Regions from separate parts of the Mus musculus genome. Here regions 1, 2, 3, 5 and 6 are each linked to region 4. A link is a contact called in public ChIA-PET, HiChIP or PLAC-seq and promoter capture Hi-C data. All regions are on one chromosome and are shown on one strand. Each heading gives the region's core, a stretch centred on a gene start, on an enhancer-like site or on the middle of the called end of the contact. The rest is flanking DNA. Distances are from core to core; before and after follow the strand shown.

Region 1 (4,297 bases), core at 77-2,576, 2.7 Mb after region 4:
TGTTCTTGGTCCCCAACAATACTTCAGAATGAAGATTCCCTAAAATTAGCTCCAGGTTCTCTCTCTCTTTCCAATGGTGGATGTAGCATAAAGGCTTTGGCAGGCAGGAGCTTGGAGTGGCTTGGGTGCTGCATTCCTAGCCTTCCTCATTGAGCAGACTGGGCAGAGCAGGCCTGCGGATTCTCATGGCTGGCTGGCTGGTGTTCATTAGGGCAAGCACTAGTCTTTGCTTTGGGTTCCCTTTCAGATAGGCAGGACTGGTGTTGAAAACAACAGCTATCCGGCTATCATTTACTTAACTACTGTTACACAAATCATTCCTACATAGCCCTTCAAAACAGGACCTGCTGTGTTTTCCAATCCACCTTTCTGGGTGGGAAGAAGATCAAGGACCATTTAGAGAGTTGGGAAAGTTCAGGAAAAAAAATGTGTCACACAAACTCTCTAGAGACTCAGAATGGCATACAGATCTCACTCCACCCCTTGGCTCCAGGCCACATTTTCAGTCTGGTAAGTCTTTTAGCCCCATTGAAATTATAGTTTCTTTTAGAATGAGTTTGTTTGTTTGTTTGGTTTTGTTTTGTTTTTAAATCCCAGAGGGTATGATTTTAGGAGCATCTCAAATACTGACTTTGCCCGTTTAGACAATGTCCATCTGGTCCTTTTCAAATGGCTCCTACCTGCAGCTGGTGTCAACTGGAGCTGAGAACTCCACCCCAAACTCCAGAGGAGCCCATGTGTCAGGCCAGGAGCAGAGAGAAGGTGAGAGACCTCTAGGAGGAAAGAATGAAAGCAACTGTGCAAACGGCTTCTTAGAAATAACCCCTTTATCTCACTTCTCTCAGGGGCGGATTCACTCTTCTATGGGAAAGTCCCCTTCCACAGCGGGGCAGCTCCCAAACTTATTTTGAAAACAACAGCACAAAGCGATACAGAAAGTTTTGAAACTCACCTTTGGGTCCGTTGGAAGGCTTCCCGCCGGCGGGACCGCTGGCTCTGTTCCGGTGCTCTGAAGTGACTTGGGCACAAGGGTGAGGTCTGGGTCCCTGCTCCTGCCTCTCCCTCCCACTGCCAGGTCCCGGGAGAGAGGCGGCGCTGCCGGTCAGTGGGTGCCACCAGTGTGATGTGGAGGAAAGCGCCCCCTGCGTCCCTGGCTGAGGTTTCACCGCACCCAGCTCTGCTACTGAGGTCAGGAACGCAACTTCCTGAATCTGACTGGCTGGCTCTGTCTCTCCTCAGCCCAACTCCTACCTTAAACTAGGAGGCACACGCCACAGCACACGCAGCGCGGGTGTCCTTCCTCCGGGTCTCCCGGCCAGTGTCCCCACTCCGCCCCACTGTGACGTTCTTTTGCCCCTCCGCCCCGAGCACGCCTCCTTCAGGACGCCAGAGCCAACTTTGCTCACAGACGCGCCAGTGTTCCCAGAGACGTGGGGTGTAAACTCCCAACCCTGGCCTAAGGAAAAAATAACAGCCCCGTGCTGTGGAATAAAGTCACCTTCCAGGAAAAGGGCTGGGGTGTCTAAAGGGAGAGCAATCCCCGGTGCCTCGTGACAAGGTATCTTTGTGTGTGCGCTCCATGGGAGTTACCTGGAGATGTTAGGAGCGCAGGAGGCAGGGACAACTAACTTCAAAAGTTCTCCCTTTTCATTTTATTTACTCCTTGTGAGCTTATATTCAGATCTCTTGTTTGTCTAACTCCGCCCCCAAATGTAAAGGTGGGGTGGTAGAGAGCTTGCTCAGTGCCTCCAAGGCTTCTGCAGGGAAGTTGGGAAGGTGTGATAGGCAGAAGCGGCTGTGGAGTATCTAGGGGCTTCCCCGGAATGACCTTGAGAGATCTTGCCATGATAAAGACCGGAGGTTCTACTCATTGGATTGTAGGTGTCAGGAGGGTGCGCAGCTGGTGCTTGCTTTCCAGTGGCTGGGCCTGAGCCATAGGGTCCTTCGGCCTTTGGGTGCCTGAATTAAAATGATTGGTGAAGCTAACTGTCACAACCGGGAAACAAGAGAGTTCCGGTTTACTCAAGAGAAGCCAGCTGGCTCTGGGTTGAAAGGCCAAAGAGAAAACCCAGCATTCATCCAGAAATGCCAAGGATAGTTGGTCCTGTAGTCTTCTTCCAAAGGCAGATTAAGTAGAGGTTTTCCCCCAGAAATCCCACAGAGAGAACTCGATCTAGATCTGTTGTTGTTCCTTTGAAACCGAGTCTCACTATATAGCCCCGGCAGGCCTGGAACTCACAATGTAGAAACAGGTTGGCCTCACAGAAATTTGCTGGGTTTAAGGACGTGTTTCACTATGCCCTACATAGATCTAGATTTGAATGATAATAAGAAGAGTGGTCCAAGTGATCTGTTGTGGGGGTGGGGTTGGGGGTGGGAGTAGTACGGTTAAGTGGGTAGGGCAGGGGGACGATCAGGCTCTGAAAGAAGACAGTTTTAGCAAGAGACAGCTATAGATGGATTCCACCAACAATTTAGTGGTGGATGGAAGGCTTCCATTGTGTGTCAAATCTGAAGCAGGGGTCTAGGGTCTAATGGACCAGGGAGCTGGAGGAAGACAGGCTTGGGGAATGACAGGAAACCTTAAGTGCAAACCCGGTGCGGTGATTGGAGACCGAGTCTCCCCCAGGACCTACACCGGACCTGTGTGAGATGTAATTTGCCCCCTTCCCCTGAGGATGGGGAGTAACTTTCTTCTGCAAGGTCATTGCTAATGTATAGTGGAGTTGAGATCTGAGTCTGAGTAGTTCTATCTAGTCCAGCCTATCCCTCATCACCATATCATCATCAGGAGAGAGAGTGGCTTCTATGGACAACTTCTGGGTTAACACCTGCTGAGCAGGGGGGAAGACAGTGGAAAATACTTTCCTGAACAACTTTATGGACAGGCTAGGCTGATGGTCACAATGCTTTCCAGAAACAACAACAACACAGAGAAATGAAGAACCTAAGGCAGTCACCATGAGCTCAGCACTTCAAAAACCAGATGCTTATCTGTAGGGCGGCATCCCAATGTTGTCTTAGTCCACAGGAAGACAGATCCAGAAAAAGTCTAGAACCTATCAAGTAGCAGCGACGTTGTGGCAGTCAAATCAGGGACTTACTAGATGACAAGATGCTTGGTAGGCTGTTATTGAGTTGCCAAGGCTACAGGGTCTATTGATGTTTTAACGTAATGAGTGAGCATCTGGCCAGCAGGTTTTCCTTTGGGGTGAATGACGCATCCCTTATGAGAAAACAAGTTAGAGCACCCACCTACTGTGTCTCCCCTTTGGCGGTGAAGTCTCAACTTATATGAACTCATGAATGGCCCCAGGCAACCACGGTGCTGGTGCAGTCTTTAAAAGCTTTCTTGTTTGAGGTAAGGATCTTTGAAGGTAGTCAAGAGGTGAGTGGACTCTAAGTGGAGTGAAATGGAGCGTTGACACATCTAATTAAGAAACAGAAAGCCCCCAAATAGCAGATTTGTGAACCAGGACTGAAAATTTAAAACCTTTTTGTGGGTGACCACCCCTCACTGGCTTTAGCACCTGAAGAGCTCTGGTTCCATATTAAGAGTGTTAAGGACAAAACCTGTGGGTTCCCTCTCTGCTGGTGTGGGAACTGACAGGGTATTAAACATCACGTTTTAGCCTGTGTTGAAGGTGAAGACTAACTGCACTCATTCTCTCTTTGTGCTGTCCTATTTCTGACAGGTCAATGGCAGTGTTGGCCAGGACGGATTCATCTGTGCAAGCCATCTGTGGGAGACAGTTTCCCATTAGGTCATACACCCTGAGTGCAGAAATCAGAATAGTGTTGTGCGGCAACAACAAAAGGGGGTGGCTTTTTCAGTGTGGGAAATATTTAACAGAGAATATTACGTTATTATCACCTAAAACAGGTGCATTCTTGCCTGCAATGCTCTACGAGGCTCGGGCATGTCCAGCCACTTACCACTGCGACACAATAATGCCGTCTACAACATTTGCACAGAGACTGAAATAAAAACACCTACACCTCTCAGTGTTTTAAGGCAGTTTATGATTTTGTGCTAGTCTGCATGTAGAGCTACCCTTGGCTACATATGGGAGCAGTTCCTGAGTTGGAGAGGCTTGGGAGAAACGAAAGCAGGGGTACCGGAAGAAGGCAGAAGGGCTGCTGGCCAGACAAAGGCTGTTAGGGGAAATGGCGAAACCCTAAGATGAGCACAGACTTGTTCTTCAGATCCTGAAATGCAGCAGCCTCTGAGAAAGGCAAGTTCAGGACAAGTTGGTGGGAATACTCCTTCACACAGTGGATAATGAATTTGTGGAAT
Region 2 (4,037 bases), core at 1,190-3,689, 2.4 Mb before region 4:
AAGGAAACACAATAACTGGATAGCCGAACAACCCAGAACAATAAAGCAAACAAAAACTGCCGGAGGTATCATCACTACGGATTTCAAGGGATAGTATATATATTAATTAAAATCCAGCATGGTATCAGCATAAAAATAGGCACACATTGATCAATGGAGTAGAACTGAGTACCTACACATAAGTCCACATCCCTATAAGCACCTGATTTCCAACAATATTCACTGGAGGAAAGACAGCATCGTCAACAGAAGGTGCTGGATAGTATATAGAACGGGAAGCAGACCCTCATCTGTCACCGGAACAAAACTAGATTCAAGTGGATCAGGATAGGCTGGATATTCTGGATCAGACGGGGGAGAAATCAGGGGGCATGCTTCAACTTTTAGGCACAAAAAGGGGTGGGGGTGGTTTGAACAGGACCCAACCCGATTTTAGAAACGAGGCATGGAACTAAACAAGAATTTTTTTTTTTTAAAGAAAACTACAAAAATGAGATTATGAAACTTGCAGGTAAACGTATAGAACCGGAAATAATCATTCCAAGGGAGGTAACCCAGAGCCAGAAAACCAACTGCCACATGTTCTCTCTCAGAGATACATGCTAACTTTCAGGCTTTGATTACGTGACCCACTTGGGAAGGTTAGGAGGTATGGCCTCTTTCGAGGAGGCATGACCCTGGGAGCAGGCTTTCAGATCCCTTCTTAAACCACACCTTCAGTGTACCTTTTTATTGTGTGAGGTGATATATGCTCTGTGGGTCAGGGTGTGGTTATCTTTCGGGTCAGTATATATCCTACCACGTTTTAAAATTATAAATATGTATAGAATTGCAACATCAATTTCCAAATAAAGTGTGGCTCTGCTTGAGTCCCCATCCCCCTCAGCTTCTTTGCCTCAGTAAGTGGACTAATTCATCATGCTAGACATTGGTTCCCTCATACCCAGTTCAGTGCTGCCCACATTTCCCCCTTGAGCAGTGAGTCCTACTACTCTGCCCTCTAGCAGGTCCCTGCCTGGTCCTAGCCATGACTACTGGGTCCCCTCTTCTGGATACTCAACTTTCTCTGTGTCCTTTCCGTCACTGTTGAGATGCCTTCTCAAATCGCCTTTCTACAGCACAGCATCTAATCAGGACCCTCCCCACCCCAGCCCCGCCTCACCTTGCATGGCTTCCTCCACCACTTCGTCCTTTTGCATGATCTTTATTTTCTTACCGTGGCTGATAACCAAACTACTTCATGTCACTTCTTTCCCCTGTCAGATGGGTCGTTCTACGAAGATATCGCTTCTCTTCTATCACTTCTGTGGAGTGCTTAGTAGGTACTCAGTTCATGTTTGGCATCCTCCACATTCAGACTCCCCCTAAGTTTTCTGCTTTTATTTCCCCATTGCTCTGACATTCTTGTTTTCTTTTATAACAAGATAAACCAGCACCCTAGGCTCTCCTAGGGTTGGGGTGTTCCAGCTGTTTTGATGGTCTCCTTCATGGTTTCTACCTCCCCATCCAGCCACCCTGTGCTGTGTCTTTAGGAGAAGTAACCGTTTCTACTAATTACATCCTCAGGGAATAGCGGGACTCAATCCGGAAGGACAGCGTTGGCCACGGCTGTCCCAAAAGAGAACTGGGAGCCTTTTTGGACCAACGATTAGCATCACTCAGTCCAATGATGTAAAACGTTGATTCCCACCCAGGAGGCGCAGAGTTTTTCTTAGAATAGTTCAGGACAAATTACTTTCCCCCTTCCTTTCACTAGGACTGGAGATAAGAGAGACTAGGGGTCTGGATTCGAGGGAGGAAGATCAAAGTTCAAAGCTGAAAATGAAAAGGACCTTAGAGGTAAAAAGGGTGTGAATGTGGGTGGGTACAGTCAGTGGGGAGATGACAGAGGAGCTCCCTAGGGGAAAGAGGTCTGTAGTTCTTTTCCTCCTGACTTCAGTTTCTTGAGTGTAGCATGCAGAGAGACTTCCTTTATTCTCAGGTCTTGTATCTTGGCACAGAGCCCTTCACCCTCAGCATAGACTGCTCTTGTCTGCAGGGCTTCTGTGTCTGTTCAAGTTGCTAGATCAGGGTGGAGGGAGTTCAGCTGACTACTCTGCCAGGACAGCTTGCCCAGACAGCAAGTTTGTGGCTCCCCTGCCAGCACCTCCTTTTCTATAGGTGCCACATGCCACAATTTATACGCAGACATGATTTGACTGATTGTTGCAGTCCGGGCCTGGAATAATTTTAATTAACGGGAAAACGGTCCTCAATACACCGATTAGACCTCTTCAGGTACAACAAGATAAAAGCCTGATAATTTGGATGGAGTACTCTTCTTAAACGTCTACTGTAGGCAGGGCGGCCAATGGGAAAGCCAGGCTGACTCCCACCTGATCCAGTGAGTAATTAAGAGAGCGCTTTTTCTTCTCCACCTCCCCCCACCCTCTCCTCCCTGCTCCCCAACTGAAGCTTAACAGGTTGGTGGTATAATTTGGAGACTTTCAGGGGTGTCACACTGGAAGCTTTAGCAAGAGCCAAGGCATCTTATTCTACTCCCAGACACTGACCAGCTGGGGTCGAAAAGCCAGCAAGTGAGGGAAGGAAGGAGCCGGAGGCAGAGAAAGTGGGAACGGCTCTCAGCAAAGTTTGAAAGGGTCTACAGCCATGAGTGAACTGGCCACACAGAAGGCTGGCGAAGGCACTGTGTCTCGCCTGCTTAACGTGGTGGAAAGTGAGCTCCAGGCAGGGAGGGAGAAGGGAGACCCTACAGAGAAGCAACTTCAGATCATCCTGGAGGATGCTCCCCTCTGGCAGAGATTCAAGGAAGTCACTAATGAAATGATCGTGACCAAGAACGGCAGGTGAGTTTGACTGCAGCCCACTTGTGCTAGCCTTTGCTTGGCGAGGAAGGTAAGACACCTTTGGTAGTAAAGAGGCTACCACTCTTCGTTCAGAGGCAGCAGGCTCTGAACATCTTAAAGACAGTCTCGGCTGGCCGTCACTCAGCCAACTTAATTTCTTTGAGATAATCAGAGCAGTGGAAGATGGAGGCCACCTGTCTTACCTACATGTATTATATGGGGAATTATTTTGCAGGGGAGCATGCCCCATGCATTGGGGAAGTGGACTCAACTGTCAGAAACTGGTATTAATTTTTGAATGACTGTGTCCCCTGGAGCAGACCTGTGTTCAGTCCTGTTCAGATAATGTGAAAGTTGACTTTATTTGGAAACTGGATAGTTTGTTCTTAAGCACAGCACACCTGTCTGTCAGACGATTTTGACTAGTTGAAGACTGGGATTGAAAGGGCCACATGGCCTATCTCTCTCTGCCTGCTTCCTTGTGCATGTTGAGGGAGAATGAGTTTCGATTGTGTGTTTCACATAGTTAGGAAAGCTGGCGTATAATAGGGAATGAAGCTCTAATGCCCAGTTTTAGGAAAGAGAAGTTTTCTTCTTTCATTCTCCCTGCAAAGAGTGGGGATTGTCCATACCGCTCCCTGCTGGCATTTCTCAGATCCTGTGAAGCTTAGCCTGTTAGGCGCCTTTGAGGGAACTTTAAAGCTTGAGCTTAGCAGAGGAGATGCAAATGTTTTGAAAGAGACTCCCACTGCATGCTCACACATCTTTGGGTACCTATGGACACAAAGTACCCGAAGGACATTTTCAGTAGTGTTAGTTGAGCCCAGACTCTTTTTCTTACACCTTGAGAGAAATTTTGCTTAGAGAGAAAAGTTGAAATTAGCTGAACCTCAGGCTGACTTTTGTCGTTGATAAAAAGCCTTCAATTTCTGGTGTCTTAGCTTTGTAATTATGAATAAAACACAGCAACGAAAGAGAGCTGTCCCTTGTACAGCTGGGAGGATTATGAACGTGAGAGCTGTTGCATGACAATAAACTACTGTAAGACAAAGTTATACAGTAAACACACACATTTTATACACTGCGATCACAGTAGCAAAGCTACCAACCTTGTGTAAAAGTGACAGTCTTTTACTTTCCACACAGACTCCCATGTGTGTACTATACATTTATGGCTTTGAATATTTGAAA
Region 3 (4,605 bases), core at 1,800-4,299, 3.0 Mb before region 4:
GTCACTATAGAACATTTTCTTCCTGCTCTAAATATTAAAATCGAGCCAGGAGTGCTGGTGCACACCTGTGATCACAGTACTGAGAAGCTCTGAGGCAAGCCTGGGACACAGACAGACTACGCTGTGTAGTGTTAACCGTCAACTTGACACAACCTAAAATTAGTTTAAGGCAGAATTATTTGGCTAGGGTTGGCCTGTGGGAGTTAAGGGCTTGTCTTGATTGTTAACTGACCTAACCCACTGTGGGCAACACCATTCCCTTGGCTGGGCCTGATGAAAGCTAGCAGAGCGTGCACTAAAGAACTGTGTGTTTATTCTCTGCTCTGAACTATGGATATGTTATTTTAAGGTCCTGCCTTGATTTTTCCCAAATAAATGGGTTGTAAACTGGAATGATAAGCCAATAACTCCCCATCTCCTCTATGTTGCTTTTGGTTGGGGTATTTTATTACAGTGACAGAAATGAAACTAGAACACAAATGCTACATCAGGTTTGTTAATCAATTAAAATAAGTGATCAGCAGCACTAGAAGGCCATTTACAAAGAGGTAGCTATTGGCGCCTCTGAAAGTTCTGCATCCAATCAATTTATTCAGATACCACTTATGGCTTTTGATGGTCTCTTCCACAAAGTCCTTTCTCCCCTAGGACCTAGAGTTGGTGCCAATGTGATTGTTGAGTGACTCTGACTTTCCTTCCCATGTACAGATTCTGCTCGTCTGCTCTTCTTTCAGCTTTCCACATAGTCGTTCATCCAACATTTATTGACAGCCTGTGTGTAAGGGCTGCCTGCATACATGGCGTCTCCTCTCCTGCCCTTTGCTGGCCCAAGCTGCATTGCCGGTGATCCATAGTCTTGCCTCTGTTTCTTGTTTAGCTGGTTTAGATTTTTAGACTGTGTAAATGGAAAACCCAGGTTGAGCAGGCTAGACCCTGGAGAGTGGAGAGAGGGGGAACTGAGACAGCCACTTTCTCTTCCCCTTGGTTGTCAGAAGAGCTGGGTATGTATGAGTTTGCCTGCCTCCACTTTGGTTTCTGGTGATCCTCTACAGAGGTGGGAGGGAGGATAACAGAAGAATACATCCCACACATACTCAGGATTGCTGAGCACAGCTCTGGGTTTCTGTATTCTGCTTTACTCCTTCTCTGGGAGAAGGGCCCTGATGGAGGCAAAGAGCTCTGGTTCAGCATGCTTTGCACTTGTTCCCAGGAACGTGGAGGGGCTGTGGTCTTGTCTCTGTGAATCATCTGTTCTCAGCCTAGGGAGGCCCTGCCTGAGGAGGGAGGGGCAGGAGAGCAGCTGCACCTCACCTTGGTGGCTGCGGTATTATCTGGGCCCAACGGTTTCTTCTGGGTAGATACTTCCGCCCGCCTGCTTGTAGAGCCTTAAAGACTCATGCTGCTGTCTTTGAGTGGAAAGGAACACCTAGCTCTAAGAAAAAGGGGGAAGTCAGCCTGACCTGAAGGCACACTCCTGTCATCAGGGAGCCAAGGCAAGGGGATCAGAACTTCAAGATCAGCAGGACATTCCTTTCTTGCTTCCATCATCTCTTTTCTAGAATCTGCTTGCAGCTGTGTAGATAGAATCAGGGGACTCTTTCGTTGGAATCCAGAATCCCTGACTCTTAAATAAAAGGATTATGGGGCTCTTGTCCATCTGAACTATGTAATGAAGCTACATGCTTTTAAAATAGCTGCTCTTTCCAAGCATCTACCACCCTGAGAAGATGCAGAAAATGAAGATCAGATAAGAGGCTTTTCTAAAGGAACTCATCTAGAAAGCATCGGACTAGAATCTCACCCTCTGCCTGCTTCTGAAGCAGAGGTCTTGCCCCTATATGCTGCTGAGTTCAATGAACAGAGGCTGCCCTGACTTCATGGTTTACAAGGTAAGATTTAGAAGGCCTGTGACGTCAAGATCTATAGACCAACTGTGATGAGAAGCAGTCGGGGCAGCCTTTGCAATGTGGGTGAGTTCTCTGCTGGTTTGTGGTAGTGGTTTCTCTTGGGCTCTTTGCACAGGGGCAGCACCAATGCCCTGTGCTATGGTCCACCAATGTGTTGGCTCTCTCTCTCCCTTGCATAGCAGGTCTGGGTTTGGAGTACAAAGTTGAAGGATGCTGTAAGAAGACACACAGGCATCCTTATCAGCCAATTCCCTGAAGAAATGGGACCCTGAAGAGACACCCAGAGCTATAACCCAGTAGCAGCAGACAATGGCCTCGGCACAGATTCAAGTCCCTACATCCCTCCCACGCAGCCTTAAACCGACATTCCCTGGGGAGAGTTACTAAGCGGGGGCCTTATGTGAATTGGATGTTTAGGACCGTGCCCTTTGCTATATTTAATAGGAATGGGAAAAAGGTCCTTTAGCAAGCAGCATGTCGAAGCAGATATTCCCACAACCCCCTAAGCTGCATGCATCAGAGCAGAGGAGAAGAGTAGCCTGCTGCATGCGGCAGGAAACTTGGGGAAACTTTGCTTGGATTCCTCTCCTTCTTCATACACAGATAGATAATAGATGGACAGACTGATAATTGTTTCCTGCAAATGGAATCCAGGAAAAGAGGTATCAAAGCTAAGGCTACTGAACACAGGAAGGCCAGGTATTAGGTTAAGTAATACAGGAGAGGATGGGGGGAGGGGGAGGGAGAAGGAGGAGGAACGGAGGCTGGGAAAATTGGTATGAAAAGAAGGAAATGGCAAAGAGAAAAAGGATGAAAAGGCAATTCTAATTTGAGGCACAAGGAAAGTAAAGAAGGCAGGCTAAAAGAGGGAGAGTTGAGGTGGTCTGAAAAAAGTGCAAAGCCCAGGGTCCTGAGAAACTTCCGCGAGAAAGGGGGCGCGGCGCTGCCCAGCCCATGTTTGGGCAGATTAATGGAGTCGTGGCGGCTCGGGCTCTTGAGTCCTGCCTTGGGAGGGACAGTATCTGTTTAGATTTGTGTCTAAATTTAAACCCCGATCCGGCCTCCCTCTCTGCTCCCCTCCACTCCCCTCCCCTCCTCCTGCGTCCCTCGGTCCCTCCCTCCCTCCTCCTCCTCCTTCCTCGTTCTCTGGCGCAGGGCCCCCAGCTGGGGCAGTCCCGCAGCCGAGTGCAGCCAGGCGCGCGCCGCCGCCCACTCGCCCTGTGCCCGCTACAGCCCCGAAAGTGACCCGGGCTGGGAGCCGAGGGGACAGCGGGGATCGTGGGCTCTTAACCCGAGAGAGCGGGCGTATCCGCAGCCGGAGGAAGACTACCTGGAGGACATGGAGGTAAAAGACCGGCGGGGACACGGGCCTGGGGGAGAGGGAGGTCAGAGCGCTCCTGCCCAGGTCGCCGTTCCTGCTCTCAGCAGGGAGCACGCAGCCGAAAGGTCGCGTAGGCCAAGTTGAGAAAGGCTGGTCCTTGCTCCTCGGAGACCCCTGTGGGCAGGCGTGGGCTTGTCAGGAAAGGACTTCAGGCGAAGGAGGGGCCTTTGTAGGGGTTCAGGTATTCTGACTGTGCACATACGTGCTTTGGGGGGGGGGTTTAGAAAATAAAACTTAGGTACAACTAAAGTCATAAACGGATAAAGGTGTGAACCAAGAACCCCAAAACAAAACTCCAGCAACCCTGACTCAGGCATTGAGAAACAGAGTTGGCAGTTGAAGCCGGGACTCTGCCCGCATGGCTTCCCGTTTTGATTGCAGTGTGGCTTTTCCGACCAGTTGTTCTCTTACTTCTGATGCCCCTTGTTTCTGTCACATCTTCTTTCAAAACTTTCTGAAAAGCTCCCTTGCCGCCGATCAGATAAACTTATTTCTGAGATATTAGAGGCTCTCCAAGATGCCCTGCCTCCTGAGGTTGTGTGCACCTTGGGGTGTGGTAGCCGTATCTGAGAGGTTTGCAGGGGCGAGTCCCAGACTTTCTCTGCGCTTCTCCAACCTCAGTGGAGAATACTGGCCACTACTTTCCATCCAGCTAGTTCATCTAGCTTCCTCCTCCAGGTCTATAGATTTCCAAAGAAATGTTTCCCTTCAAACCCAGACCAGCTGCAGGTGAACTCAGAGGCACAGCATTGGCAAAGCCCCAGGTTCAACTCCCAGGGTCACACACTCAAAGAAAGAAAAAGAAACTGTGACCTTTTATTGTATTCTAATCAATCTCAGTAGGACCTGGGATTTTCAAAGAGGAAAAAAGGAGATGAAAACCCACAGGCCTAAAGGTGATTCCTCCTCCCACTCAAAAGGAAAGAGCTCCTCCTTAGCCCAAGGTCTGCGGAGATCCCGGGCACAGAAGTTCAATCCCTTCCAGGCTTGAGTCCGCTCATCTCTTCTGAGCTTCACTGTCTGCTCTAAAAGAACAATAGCAAGGCTGCATATTTAGCTCAACCAGTTGTCCTAAAGTAGCAAGGTTGCATTTTGCATTCTGGGCACTTGGGAGTGCTGAGTACCTGGGGGGCTGGGGTCTGAGATGGACTCTCTGTAGCGACTTGTGCAAGTCAGGAAGCAGTTGATTAGGGTAGCTAGACCACAAAGCGTTCCAGATGGATCCCTACAGATGGTCAAGACCTTGCAAACTCAAAGCAATAGGATTCTCTGTGCTGACTACTGCTACAGGACAGAGGAGAGAAACAGAGGGGGGAC
Region 4 (4,715 bases), core at 912-3,411:
CACTCTGTAGACCAGGCTAGCCTGGAATTCAGAAATCCTCCTGCCTCTGCCTCCCAAGCGCTGGGATTAAAGGCGTGTGCCACCACTGCCCAGTGGAAGATCCACTTCTAAACTGTATCTTTGAGTTTAGAAAAAAAAGTTAGGAGTGCCGACTGTCCTGAGTTCAAATCCCAGCAACCACATGGTGGCTCACAACCATCCGTAATGAGATCTGATGCCCTCTTCTGGAGTGTCGGGAAGACAGCTACAGTGTACTTACATATAATAAATAAATAAATACATAAATACATAAATATTAGAAAACATACCTTTAATCAGGATCTTTTAAGGTGGGAAGACTCACCTCTAATCTGGGCTATGCCTTCAGCTGGAAGCCTATCCTATATATAAGGACATTGAAGAAGGTAGCTTTTGCTATTTGTCTTCTAGCTCTTTCCTCACTAACAAGAGTCCATTTCTTCACTGGTATTAAAGTCTTCTTTGGGATTCCAGTATGTACTGAAAACCAACTGAGAAATCTAGCCTTGTAGACTGAAAAACCTATTGAATTCTTGGACCTTCTGTTCATTGGCAGCCATTGTTGGATTAGCTATACCAGAGTCCATAAATCATTCTAACAAAATCTCTTTCTATATATACATAGAGATTCATTCTATAAATTCTGTTACTCTAGAGAACCCTAATGCACAACTCTTAGAAACTCATGAATTAATATTCTGTTTGTACATGTCAGTCTCATAACCAGGTAGATGTCAGCATATTTGATTGTTGGAGGGATCCTGCATTGCTCAAGAAAGATACTTCAAGTCCAGGATACAGAAGACTGGTTCTAATGGATTGTGGGAAAATAACCAAGGTGTTTTCTTGGTGAAAAGACAGGCCTCTCTCTGTCCTGTTCTATCAATCAGCAAATTATGTCTCATTTTGGAAGGTCTCTGAAGGGGCTAAGGGTTATAGTTCAGTTGGATTAGCACTTGCCTAACATGTTGAAGGCAAGCCCCAGATTCGAGCCCCAGAAATGCAAAGCAAACAAAATCTAAAACAAATGATCACAAATGTCAATTGGGGAAGAAGTTACTTGTGGTTACTGCGCTATTATTTTATGGTTGTTCTAACGTTGTGGTATCACCCCATGAATACATGCCAGTTGCAAGCGGAGGAGTTTACTCAGACCAGGACAAGAATCTTTGGATTTATTATACACTATAGATATCTCATAAAGTAGAGAAATATCACATACTCGTGGATTACCTTCTTTCCGTTGGGGAAAGGAAGACCAAACCTAGAGACTTGCATATATGTGACAAGATACTACGCGGCACTGAGGTACATGCTCAGCCCCCAGGTAGAATATTATCATTTTCCTTCCTCACTTCGGGTACTGCCTTGTCTCTACTATACACTTACCTAGTAAACATCTGCATGAATGACTCTTTTTTTTTTTTTTTTTTTTTTTTTGGCTTTCGAGACAGGGTTTCTCTGTATAGCCATGGCTGTCCTGGAACTCACTTTGTAGACCAGGCTGGCCTTGAACTCAGAAATCCACCTGCCTCTGCCTCCCAAGTGCTGGGATTAAAGGCGTACACCACCACGGCCCGGCCTGCATGAGTGACTCTTAACTGTTAGTTTTCTCTGTTAGGTAGTTGTTCCAAGAGGTAAACATTGCCAGAGGAGTCAGAAATAAACAGTGCCTTATTTTACACCAAAATTACAAATGCCGAAGGTGGCCTCAGCAAAGCACGCCAGTCGCTTTTGTCCCTAACACTTGGATTATTTTTTTCACTCCGAGGTAACTTCGGTCTTCTCAAATTGCCACCACACCATGGCCCCTCACTTTGCCCCCCCCCCCCCCCTAAGAACATTCGGTCAAAGCGCAGGTTGTAAACGTTTATGTTCCTCCATCAGTTGTTGTCAATGCACGGAGACAAACCAAGTCGTGATTCCTCACGGAGGGCTCAAGGTTTTTGGAATCTTCCCAGGTGGAAAAGCTTTGTCTCCGAAATGGCTCTGCTTGACGAACTCCCTCCTTCCAGTAGGAGGTAGCGTTGCCCTCCGCCGCAGTCGAGAAGCGGCGGAGGCTGTCACGTGACCCCGCAGCCTCAACCCCTCCACCCCCCCCGGGGCGGTCTTGCGGAGATTTGCCTTACGTACGCAACGTCATGACGTAGCACGTAGGGGCTGGCTAGCCGCCATCTTGCTTCTTTTTCTCGCTCGCTCTCACCCTCTCAGGAGGTAGCGAAAGTGCTTTGGCGGTTTGTACGGCGGTGGCTCGGGCTTTCGGGACCGAGCGGCCCTGCGGACGGTCTCTCGAGGCAATCTCCCCTCCCCTGACCCTGATCCGTCCGGGGCGAGCCCCTTGGAAGCGCGCAGACTTGGTTCTCAACCCTGGCGGGTAAGGAGAGCGAGGGCGTCCGGACCGTGAAGAGGCCCGATGGAGGAGGGAGGGAAGGCACGGGCGCTGGAGCCAGGCCTGGGGGCCCGCGGCGTCTCTCCCTGGGCTCCCGGCGTCGTGCTGTCCGCGGAGATCCGGAGCAGGGCTCGTCGCCCATGTGCGCGGCGTGTGCTGCGGCGGGGCGGCCCTGCGATGGCCGAGGGAGCCTCCGCCCGCGCGGGGCCTGCGCGCGCCGTTTTTCCACGGCGTGGAGGACGGTGCCCGTGGCGGCTCCGAGCGCTCTTAGTGCCTGCGGATGCTCCTGTGGTGATGGCTGGCGTTTGCAGCCAGCGGTGTGTAGTCCAGGGCGGTCGTAGAGGCTCTACCAGGACCCAGGACCAACGAACCCCACTTCCGCTGGGGACAAGCTGAACAACTTCTTGGAGGATTTGAGTAGTCTTTTCCTCCCTCTAGGCCGCTCCAGCCCGGCATTTGTGGGAATACGGCTCGGCTGCTGCCTGATTTTCAGAGAGAGCGTTTAGTATTACTGGTTGCTAGAGTAGAGACCCTAGTTAAGACCGAAGAAAAATAGCATGGGAGCCAGTGAGGACTCTTGCTTGATTTTGCATATAAGGACCGCTCTGATCTCTTTAAAGGGGATGTATATTTGTTTGAAGTGTGTTCAAGATCTTTGGGGTGGGGGGATCCAACTTGCCTAGTAATTCCTGACTCTTAAAACTACCCGGATTTCCGCATTGGCTGGTCTTCAACCTCGGTTCATAAATTCATACCCCAGCAGGATACTTAGAATTGTACAGTAGGCGGCCCTCCTGTTAGGGTTTCTCTTTGGGAATGCACCAGAAGAATCGGAAGATGCTTGCTTCATCGAGTGCTCAGGAGTCAATTCCCGCTAATAGACGTTACAGAGAGGGTGGTATGAAGCGGCCACCACGTCTGACCTCTAGCATTTTTTAAAAGTAGATTTAAGCTTCCATGTTGGTCATTAAGATGCTGCTTTGGCTGGAGCCATTTTTAGGTGTGTGTCACAGATGCACTGCAGCATCTTTTCTGGCTGGCTCCAAATGCATTGATTCTCCAAAAATTAGAAATAGATTGAGTTTGCATATAGAAAAGAAGTTTTTATATGATTTTTCTGGGATGAATTTGTCATAATAAGCTTTTGGGTTTTTTTGGGGGGGGTGTCTGTAGGTGTGTGTGAAGAACATAGAATGCTGGCTGATCTCTCATTACTTAACCTCTAACTGTATGCTCTCAAGACCTTTATATACATTATCCTTTTTGATCCTAGTCTTTGAGGAAGGAGCTCTTATACTTGGTTTACAGATGAGGACAAGATATTTGAGAGATCGAAGTAATTTGATCAAGGTCACAAATTTGTAGTGGTGCTGTAGTCAAAGCCATACTTTCTAAACCCAGAGGGGATGCTCTGAACTATCAAAGTGTTCATTTGGTCTTGTACATTTATAATTGTTGCTAAAATAAGGCACATTTTTAACTGGTACTTTTTCTTTAGCTTGCTTGGGTGTTTGAACATTGTTACATGTGAAGGTTAAAATGCTGCCAGATGTAAACGTAGTGTCTGTTTGGTGTCATAGGAAGACTAGGGGAAGACAGAAATGGGCTTGAGGCCAGCCTAGGCTGCGTAGTGAGAGCTTGTGAATGTTCAGTTTTGTTTTGTTTTTGAGAAGTGATTGTGAGCCCATCCCTTCATTATAAACTAAAGATGATATCAGTACCTCTCAGGCTTGCTGTAGAATTTAAGACTGAGTAATGCTCTTGTTACTGTGGTTAGTGCATAGTAAGTAAAAGGACAGCTAAAGATGAAGGGAAAGCAGGAGAGTCCTGGAAGAAGAAACTAGTGTTCAAGCAGTAAAATCTGTTCTCAGAATAGCCTAAGTCTTTGGATCCGTAAGTAGTTTCTTTTTCCTCTTCCACTCCTCTTTACATTTACATACTGCACTTTATTTCATAAGACTTTCTCCTTTGTGCTCTGTATAGTAAATAACCCTGGCATCAGTTCTAGCTCAGAATGAAGTGCAGAATTTCTTCAATGTCTTTGAATATAATACTGTTTCCTTGAGTCTATGTGCTACCCCCAAACCCCCACTTCCAGTTATTAGTTAGCTAGGTGGTAGCTTTTTATGTAATTTCTGTCATTCTGATATCTGATAGTAAGTAAAAGGACAGCTAAAGATGAAGGGAAAGCAGGAGAGTCCTGGAAGAAGAAACTAGTGTTTCTAAGAGTTCATCATTGATAAAATGCAAAAGAAGTCAATTACATACATGTTTAGGAAACTGAATCCTCTTGTTTTGGGGGATGTTT
Region 5 (4,386 bases), core at 1,173-3,672, 2.7 Mb before region 4:
CAAAAACAAACAAACAACACAATAACAACATCAAAAGCCCTAAACCCTTTATTTGGAAGAGAAAGTTCGTTCTGATTTGTAAAACAAATACTTTTGTACATGCTTTACAGATATTACAATCATTTAATTTTTCACAATCATTTTTAATTTTAAAAGATTTGCACCCAGGCAGTGAGGGCTCACACTTTCAATCATAGCACCCAGGAGGGAGAGGTAGGCAGATCTCTGAGTTTGAAGCCATCCTGATCTACAGAGCTAATTCCAGGACAGCCAGGGCTGCACAGAGATATCTTGCCTTGAAAACCAAACCAAACCAAAAACAAAACACAAAACAAATAACCAACTAACCAAACAAAAAGATTCCTAAGGTTTGGGGAATTCGTTAAAGTCAAGATTTAACCTGCCTCTGTCTTCCAACTCTGTGTTCCTTTTATTACACTTAAAACAGAATTAACCCAAAGACTTCCGGATGAAATGCACAAAATACTCTGTACAGTTTAAGTACTATAAACAATAATTACAAGTGGCTAAAAGCCAGGGTCTTGAAAAAGATCAACAAAAGACTACTTTCCAATTCTCTGTTAGCTTAAGTGCTTTAAAACTGAGCCTGCTCCACACTGTCCTCACTCCAAAGCTGGAGGGTAAGAATTGCCAAAGACCTCAGTTGATTTTGTAACATTCTGATCATTACATAGATTGTCAAATTATTATCTTCTGAAAATCTCTGCCATAAAACATAACAAAGCAGAAAAATGTAAAAACTAATAGGTAACTAAACAAACTTCATCAATAAAGTTCCTTAAAACAAGTTTTATAATGGTTTTCATACTGCAGTAATGCCATTAAGTGTTAAAATTACCATCTATGCAGAGGTATAGACCATTCTGTTATTAGAGTGGACACCAGATTTAATAACCAGCCCAGGCTCTAGAGAACTGCCTCATCCCTTAGAACTAAACCTTCCTCTGGGCATGGTGGCCCACACCTTTAATCCCAGCACTTGGGAGGCAGAGGCAGGTGGATTTCTGAGTTGAAGGCCAGCCTGGTCTATAGAGCTGAATTCCAGGACAGACTGGGCTATACAGAGACGCTGTCTCAAACAAACAAAGAAACAAACAGAACTAAATCTTTCTAATATCAATTGTAGACTATGGATTTAATCTATGTAAAGGCAAAGTTCACTTTTTTGTTAGCAACTCCATTTTTCCACTGTGAGTAAATTTTTCTATTTGCTCAATTTTATGCTTGAAAGACTTCATAATATAATCAGATTTTAGTCCTCACCCAAGTATTACTATCACCCATTTTGTATTAGAAATAAACTAATTTAATAACTGTGATAAAGAGCTAGAGGGACAGGGGCCTTCCAGTTTCTTAAAGAATTATTTTAACTACAAGAATTCTTATCCAGTACTTGTGACAGCTAACATCCTCAAAGAATCAAGCATATGTTATTTTTGATTTTCACACTGAATACATTTTATATGAATTAAGACAGAGGTATAGAATTTTGCCCAAGGTCACATCTTGGTGAGCGGTGGAACAGAACTGTATTCATATCTGCCCACATAAAACACAGATATAACCTGGTCAGTGATTGCATAATGACTGGCTTATTATACTGGGTCTATGGAACCAGGTTGACATTGACTGAACCGGGAAGGGGAAGGGGATGGGGGTGGGGAGCGTCCAATTTTGGGGAGGGCTCACTTAGCAGGCCTCTGCCAAGAGGAACTAAAGTATGACCTTTACTCCAAACCCTCTGCTGAGACCAGACAGACACCTTTTCAGCTCTACCCCACGTGTGCGTTAGAAATTCACGGAGGGAGAAAGGGGAGGAGAAGGAGGGTTTCATGGTGGCCCAAGACCCCTTCGTGGCTCTCAGGAGTTAAGTAAGGTTCAAGTCTGGAGGAGAGGTCGGGAGTGTGAGCAGTGTTTAAGGGAGCGAAGACATCAAAAGTCAACAAGGGCACTGGGTGCTGATACTCGGTTTTTGGAAAGAGACCTAAGATGAAACAAGGTGAAAGACTAGGAGAATTGATGGATTCCCTTCAGTGGCGAGATGAGGGCTCTGGGATTCCGGTAGCAACTCAACTGTCACAGGGCCTCTAATGTCCCGGTTTCGGAGGGAGAGGAACGATCTCCGTGCGAGCCGTTCAGGATTCATTACCTGCCGGGTGGTTGTAAAGCGGCCTCAATTTCTTTGGCAGCAACAACTCCACTTTATCCATGAGTCGGTGGTAGGTGGCCCGCAGGCCTCGGGCGCCGGCAGCTGCCATCGCGGCGGCCTAGGGATCGACAGCAGCAGGGTGGGAGCGCCGCTGTGTCCGCGTTCCTGGCTGACAACGAAGGGCGGCTCGTCACTTTCTCTCTGCAGCGCTGGGGCGTCCGCCTCTGCCCTAGGGCGCCCTTCCCCGGCTCTGGCAGCCAGAGGTGAAGCACCTAGAGGCCGAGTCCCGCAAAGGCTCAGGGGGGCGGAGCTCAGCAAAAGCCCGCCCCGGCCCGCCTCCTGCGAGCGGGTTGGGGAGACCGAGGGGGAGGAGTCATGGCAACAGGTGCTACAGAGGTCGCCGTGCTGGGGCCGCTAGAGCTAGGCGGGCGAGGCGTTGCGCAAGCTTAACGGCCTGCTCTAATTGGCTGGCCTCACAGAGCGGAAGAGGCGTGGCCAGAAATCATCTCCTTCCGGCCCTGGAGGCCATGTTGGAGAGGGGAACCTGAAGCCGCACTTCCGCCCGGTCCCTCACTTTGACTAATAAGCTTTCTGGGCTTCCCTCTCCCGAACTGAAGATGACGCTGGATACCTGTCGGACTTCCTCTTATTTACTTATTGTTTTTGAGTCGGTGTCTTCGCTGTGTACCCCAGGCTGGCTTGGATCTCGCTATGGTCCAGCCTCCCGACTGCTGGGATTGCATGCATGGGTCATCACGCCCGGTTTTTTCCTTTGACTCGAGAGGCGTGAGCAAGACAACCTCAGCGGCTTCCGTCATGCCTCTCCAATCCATTAAGGAGTAGGCTAGAGCGCCCTCAAGCTCCTCTCCTAGGGTGAGGGCAATCGTGACGCACAGCGGCTTCTGTTGCCCGTGTGCATCCTCTCGCGAGAAGGGCCGGGAGGGGGCGTGGTCTAGGGAGGAGAGGGAGGAGCTCGCGGCCGCCTCCGCCTTCGCCTCCGCCTCCCGCGGGAGGGGGGTCGAGGGAGGGGACTGTTGCCGATCTCTAGATGTTCTGGGTAGTCTGAGGAGAGTATGAGGCGAGCCGTGGCCCGGGTACCTCTCCGCTCCCGGGGAGAAGGCGCGGCCGTGGCTGCCGCCCTCTGAGTCGCGGCGCCGGCGAGGCCCCGGGGCGCGCGCATGGTGCTGGTGCCGCTCGGGTGTTGATCGGCCTGTCCCCTCCCTCTCTTCCCCTCCCCACCCCCCGCGGTGGTCTCCCCTTTCCCACCCCAGCCCCTGCGGAGCCATGGCTCGGAGTGGCTCCTGCCCGCACCTGTTGTGGGACGTGAGGAAAAGGTCCCTTGGGCTGGAGGACCCGTCCCGGCTGAGGAGCCGCTACCTGGGTGAGCGGGGGCCCCGGGGCGGCGGCGCTGAGGTCGCCGCCCAGAGGTGGGGGAGGGGGCGCCGCCGGGGCTGTTGGCGACCGGACCGAGCCCCGACCGGGGCGCCCCGCAGGCTAGGTCTCAGGTGGGATGACGGCGATCCGCGCCCGCTCCTCCTAAGGTCGGGGTCCCCTTTGCAAGCTGCCAGGCGCGGCTCAAGCTGGGCTTCCCTCGGAGAGCCGGGCCGTGGGGAGGCGGCACTAAGCCCGGAAAGGTGTTGGGGTCGCTCGTGGGCTGGGACTCCGGAGAAGACTCCGCGAGCCTTACGGAGATGCCACGTTGAACGCCAAAGTTGGCGCTTTTGCTTTTCTCCGGAGCTGTCCCCGCTCAGCCGAAGACCTCAAGGTGTTGCTTGTCCACCTTCTTCTTCGGCTTCCGCAAGGGGTTAGATGTCGCCCGAGAGAGACGCTGTTGACCACCCTCAGGGACTTGACACCCCAGCCGGGCTCGCTGTAAACCGTGGCGCTTAGCCCAAACCTAAAAGAGATCGCGGAGCCCTCCCCACCCCCGCGCCTTCCCAGGTCCAGCCTGCTGTCAGTCCCGTAGACCTCTTTTAGGTGGTGTAAGGTTTCACGTTCCTGTTCCCACCCCTGGAAAACACACTTGGCATTTTCTGTTTCTTAGTTAAGCTTTCTAAAAACAACCTTCAGGACTGTGGACGCAGGGTTCCACCTTTTTCGTTCTGTGTACCGTGAGTTTTGTTGAGTGTGTTGGGTCATGCCAGAGTCAACTAAAAAGTCCTGTTTCTTCAAAGTGCCTCCTCCCCCCAACTCTGTCATTTCTTTGCCAAGTGAAG
Region 6 (4,517 bases), core at 924-3,423, 2.5 Mb after region 4:
AAATCCAGCAACAAAAAGCCCCCCTTTCCCACCCTAATAAACATGACCAATTAAAATGAAACACCTCATCCTAACAGGGCATTTGACTTTTATAAACTGCCTAAGGGCCAGTTGATACCTTTCTAACAGTCCCAGGAGATGGTGCCAAGTCAAAGGTGCTAAAAGCAGGATGTCTCCAGAAACCCAATACCCACTTAAAAGCCAGTGTTCCTCCCTTAACAAATCTGTTCTTTTTTTTTTTTTATTGTAATTGTGCTTCTTTGGGGATGCTCCTTTGTTCTCTCCCAACCTGGACTCCTCTCTTAATCAGAGACAGTCCTTTGTCCCTCTAGGACAAATAGCCCTTCACTCTCTACCTTGCTCCTTTCTGCTTCTCCTAGGCCTCTATCTGTTGCTTGTCCCACTAGAGGAAATAAATCTTTGTGTTGAGAATTTGGACTTGGGGTGTCTTGTGCCAAAACCAGTCCCTATATAACTCAACCATTTTTGCTACTTAGGTCTCTTGTTTGAGTCAGCCTCTCTTGGTCTGAGAAGGTTAGGCTGACTCCATGACAGGCTTTAAATTGACCGTTTGACTGGGTAAGGCCAGTCCGCAGAAGCTGCCTCACCACCTGGCCTGAGGCAAGGACAATGGGTCGGCACCAGTTTCCAGACTTCTTCAGCAACAGTTTTTAGTCTCCATGCCCGAGTAATGGAATGTCGATAGAAATGGGGTTAGAGGTCATCCCCTAGGGAATAAATGGAATCTCCTAACATGCATTAAATCAGGCCTTCAAGCTCACTTGGTTGACTCTTTATTTCTGGTAATGGGAGACTCCAGCACCGCTGGACTTCTGCAGAATAAAACACTCTGTGCGTTTACATACTGTTTGAGCCTAGGGTATGATTCTTAGACCATTCATGGACTCTTACAGGTTCAAGGCCCCTCTTGCTCTTATGTTGTATTTAGTCTAACAGTCATGTTCGACCTGGACCCTTCCCTCTGCCTGTCTTCCTTATAGCTACAAAAAAAAATTAAAAATAATAAAAAAAATCTTCTCCATACTTTAGAAGTAGCCATGTCCTCCTCCTTTTTATTTCACCTTTTCATAAACTTCAAAGGGTGGCACCTTTCTGTCATTGTCCACTCCAGAAAAGGATTGTTTTTATTTTTATCACTATAGGCCATGGGACTGGTGGTTTGAGACTTTTATTTAAGTTGCAACTATACACGACATACATCCCTGTCTAACTTGTCATTTTGTGCAAGTTTGTGTGAGAAGTTCGTACAGGTTGCATGCCTTAATGTTACATTAATATAAAGTGTAGTGTAGCAGCATTTTCCTTGACTTGCTGATGCTAGTAACTCCCCTAAGCATCTGTAAGCTGACAGCAGATTGCTCTACCTCCCAATGGGTACTGTTTGTTTTCTGTCTCGGTTTACTGGGTGTTATGGACGTCTCTATGCTGTCATAATTAAGATAATTTGAAAAACGGTTTTACGCTGGGGGTTTACTAATCCGGGCTGCTGCAACCCAAAGTCCTAAGAATTCCTCCACATTTTACGTGGAAATTCACTCAATCCAAACCCTGCTGAAAATACAAAATAAACCGCTAGTAAAGAGCGAAGGCAGTGGAAAACTTCGTATCAAGAGCTCATATAGGCAAGGGAGAATGGAGCGTTCGGCCACTTGAAACCGTGCCGCTTTCCACCACGGCGCCCAGAGCCAGTCAGGAAGCCCGTGCAACCTTCCTACAGTCCCACGAGATGGCGCCACGTCAACGGTGCTAGACGCAGGACGCCTCCAGAAACCCAAGGCCCACTTAAAGCCATTGTTCTACTTAGGAGCCTTCCTCCCTTAACAAATCCGTCCTTTTTTGATGGTAGTTGTGCTTCTTTGGGGGCGCTCCTTTGTTCTTTCCCGATACCTCAGAGCTGCCGAAGACAAGATGGCGGCCTGGCAACTCCGCATCGCACCAGCGGAAGCAGCCCTTCTCGAGACACTTCCTATCGGGTCCCCAAACCTTTGAAGGTTAGTTCCGGGGCTAGGTCTGGCCGCGGTTGCGAGCTGCGACTGCGCAGCCCGGTTCTGCCGGCGCGGAACGACGTCTCAATCGCTGGGGCGGAAGGAAGTGGCTGGACGCCTCCTGAGCATTCGATCGCTCGCGAGAATTGAGCGTTGCTAGGCAACCAGCCTGGGGGCGGGACTAGACTCGGAGGGGCGGGGCCTTGGGAGGCTCCGGTGGAGCCTTGCGAAGGTTCCAGAGCCGTCTCGTGCGGAGGGCGGGCCGCCGTGTCGCGCCGGGTCTGTGGAGCTCGCTGCCGGCGCTGCGACGCTCGTGGGTGGCGTGTTCGGCTTTTCCTGTCTGCTTCGGTGCACCGCTGCAGCTCCGGCCTCGGGTCTGACGCGCGACGGCATGGCTTCCGTTTTGGAAGAGGTAGGGGTCGGCCTGGACCCACCGGCTCGCGCCGCCGGGCGGCGGCTGCTTTCCCGGGGCTGATGTCCTCGGCTCTGCCCCCGTCGCGGGCCCGCGGCCTCTACGCCGCCGCCTGCCTGGGCCTGAGTGTCCCGGCCGCGGCTGGAAGGTCGGGGGTGTGTCTGGATCCCAATTTTTGGCGCGGTTCGTGGTAGGCTCGCGGGTGGCGGTCCCCTCTCTCCATTGCCTGAGGTCTTCTCGGCTCCCGGTTCCTGGCCAGGGATCAGAAACCTTCCTGCAAAGCTCTGAGCTCCGGGCCGGGGGCCATGGGAAGGAATTCCCATGCCCGCATGACTAGTCATGGTCACCGCTTTCATTTTATAGGTGGTTATACATACATTCTCTGTATTATTTCTAAACGCCCTGGACAGTGCTTATGGTTTCAGTTTTTATTTAGCAGTGCCAGTGGCGGACCTGCAGGCCTTACACACGCTAGGCAAGCTCTCTACCGTTCCGGTATACCCCCAGTCTTTATGTATAAAAGCAATTTTTAAAAAGTTACTGGGAATTGAGCAGTAGGTACGACTAGGAAATTGCCTGGCGTGTGTTTTTAGATTTGTAAAAAATGAATGTGAATGACTTGACTTTTTGGATCCTCGAGGTCTCCATAGCAAGAGTAATTGAATTGCCGGGTTTTGGCCAATACAGGTTTTATGTGATTGACATATTGTTTTCACAGAAACATTGGCTGTTAAGATTTGCTTTTCGGAAACTTCTCCCTCACTTAGAAATCATGGGCTTTAAACACATAAAAATTAGGAAGTTAAAGTATTCATCTGGGTATCTTGCGACAAGATAGGCAGGCACCACGTGCTCACTGGGAGAGTGGAGAGGGTGGCTTAACAGTTGTGCAGCATTAATTGTCTCCAAAAGAGAAGGGACTTTAGACTTGGAGCTATGCATATAGGGGCATGTTTTTCTTCTGAGATTAAAATTCACCTTATTCAATCATATTAAGATGTGAAATTCAACTTTTTCTGTCGTACAACCATCAGTGTTACCTAGTTGCAGACTATTTTCGTTTCCTTAAATAGAAATCCATTGTAGGTGCTCCATCTACTTAGGCTGGAGCCTTAGGATTTTCTAGTTCAGTCGTGGTATCAGTATGGCATTCCTTTGGGTGGTTGAATACTGTCCCATTGTACAGATGGAATTCCTACTCTTCTGTTTCTCCATCTTGCCGATTGTGATTTCTTGTAAACAAGTTTTGTTTTGTGGGCATGTTTTTAGTCCGTGTAATTGCCAAATAATAGGGAAAGTCTTAGGAAGCTACCGTTTCCACAAGAATTGCACAAAAGGTGCCATTTCTCCACACATTCACTAACATTTGTTATTTTATTGGGTGGTTTTTGTTCATATGCTAACATCCACATGAGGGTGTAGTACCACCTCATGCATTGGCTATGCATCTTCATAGCTGTGTGCATCTATTTGTGTGTGTACCTGGTGTCCAATTCCATGTCTTTGTGGAGGAGAGTTGGGTTCTTCCATTTTGAGCAGTTGGGTGGGAGTAGGTCTCACTGAGTACCCCTCACTTGGTCTTTGAGATACACTTGCCTCCAGAGTGGCAGAACTAAAGGCATGTGCCACCAGGCCAGACCGAGCCCCTATTTAACAACTGGGAAACAGATTCAAAGGGAGATAAATGTTTATGTATAGAAAACAAATGCATGCCAAGAAGGCAAGAAAAAGTGGACAGGAAACTGTTCTATCTAATCCCAGTCAGAACCTACACTGTCAGTGGTTTCTGGGCTGTGAATACAAAAATCAAGCAATGGTTCTCCTGTAGGTCGCATCAGTTGGTATCTTACTAAAGAGTCCATTAGAGCGAAAACTGGGAGGGCCTGGGAATTCTGCCATGAGTCAGCTCAAAAAAAAGATTCCCATTCCAGTTTAAAGCAAAACCTTTTCCTTTCTCCGTTTGTTAAGTAAAGCTCTGTCCTAGGAATAAGTACTTGCTTTGCTTTTAATATTTTTTTTTATTATGCTGATATTTAGAATCTGTGGTAAAGTCCCACCAACCCACTTTCACCAACAGTGGTACTTGATAATCCATATGA

Evidence for each region. Promoter capture Hi-C pulls out the DNA fragments that hold promoters and counts their contacts. ChIA-PET counts read pairs in DNA pulled down with a chosen protein or histone mark. HiChIP or PLAC-seq counts read pairs in DNA pulled down with a chosen protein or histone mark.
Region 1: a contact with region 4 is called in an RNA polymerase II ChIA-PET map of memory CD8 T cells, with 2.8 times the contacts expected there. The contact joins the promoter of 4930523C07Rik here to the promoter of Prrc2c in region 4. A contact is called at or near these places in 3 of 484 Hi-C or Micro-C datasets (CD4 T cells, CD8 T cells and regulatory T cells), 1 of 115 datasets of contacts at active chromatin or transcription factors (memory CD8 T cells) and 1 of 9 other capture datasets (liver).
Region 2: a contact with region 4 is called in a promoter capture Hi-C map of hippocampal neurons, with 5 times the contacts expected there. The contact joins the promoter of Tbx19 here to the promoter of Prrc2c in region 4. A contact is called at or near these places in 2 of 39 promoter capture datasets (hippocampal neurons and pre-B cells).
Region 3: a promoter capture Hi-C map of pre-B cells shows a contact between it and region 4, with 4 times the contacts expected there. The contact joins the promoter of Rcsd1 here to the promoter of Prrc2c in region 4.
Region 5: a promoter capture Hi-C map of pre-B cells shows a contact between it and region 4, with 10 times the contacts expected there. The contact joins the promoter of Mpc2 here to the promoter of Prrc2c in region 4. A contact is called at or near these places in 4 of 39 promoter capture datasets (cranial neural crest, hippocampal neurons, liver and 1 more) and 1 of 9 other capture datasets (liver).
Region 6: a contact with region 4 is called in an H3K27ac HiChIP or PLAC-seq map of thymic regulatory T cells, with 12 times the contacts expected there. The contact joins the promoter of Cacybp here to the promoter of Prrc2c in region 4. A contact is called at or near these places in 2 of 39 promoter capture datasets (liver and pre-B cells), 2 of 484 Hi-C or Micro-C datasets (embryonic stem cells and natural killer cells), 3 of 115 datasets of contacts at active chromatin or transcription factors (astrocytes, embryonic stem cells and thymic regulatory T cells) and 1 of 9 other capture datasets (liver).

The regions. Positions count from the first base shown.
Region 1 is chr1:160,041,409-160,045,705 of GRCm38.p6, reverse strand. It overlaps 4930523C07Rik (RIKEN cDNA 4930523C07 gene), which reads right to left and starts at 1,326. Exons shown (of 3, transcript NM_001162896.1): 1 at 953-1,326. It overlaps Gm37294 (predicted gene, 37294), which reads left to right and starts at 1,389. Exons shown (of 2, transcript NR_168324.1): 1 at 1,389-1,558; 2 at 3,696-4,005.
Region 2 is chr1:165,159,175-165,163,211 of GRCm38.p6, reverse strand. It overlaps Tbx19 (T-box 19), which reads left to right and starts at 2,439. Exons shown (of 8, transcript NM_032005.4): 1 at 2,439-2,846. The coding sequence starts at 2,650.
Region 3 is chr1:165,706,538-165,711,142 of GRCm38.p6, reverse strand. It overlaps Rcsd1 (RCSD domain containing 1), which reads left to right and starts at 3,049. Exons shown (of 7, transcript NM_178593.3): 1 at 3,049-3,252. The coding sequence starts at 3,247.
Region 4 is chr1:162,738,002-162,742,716 of GRCm38.p6, reverse strand. It overlaps Prrc2c (proline-rich coiled-coil 2C), which reads left to right and starts at 2,161. Exons shown (of 35, transcript NM_001081290.1): 1 at 2,161-2,392.
Region 5 is chr1:165,459,296-165,463,681 of GRCm38.p6, reverse strand. Mpc2 (mitochondrial pyruvate carrier 2) reads right to left here and starts at 2,422. Exons shown (of 5, transcript NM_027430.3): 1 at 2,171-2,422. The coding sequence starts at 2,279. Dcaf6 (DDB1 and CUL4 associated factor 6) reads left to right here and starts at 3,219. Exons shown (of 19, transcript NM_028759.1): 1 at 3,219-3,551. The coding sequence starts at 3,455.
Region 6 is chr1:160,210,548-160,215,064 of GRCm38.p6, reverse strand. It overlaps Cacybp (calcyclin binding protein), which reads left to right and starts at 2,173. Exons shown (of 6, transcript NM_009786.2): 1 at 2,173-2,418. The coding sequence starts at 2,398.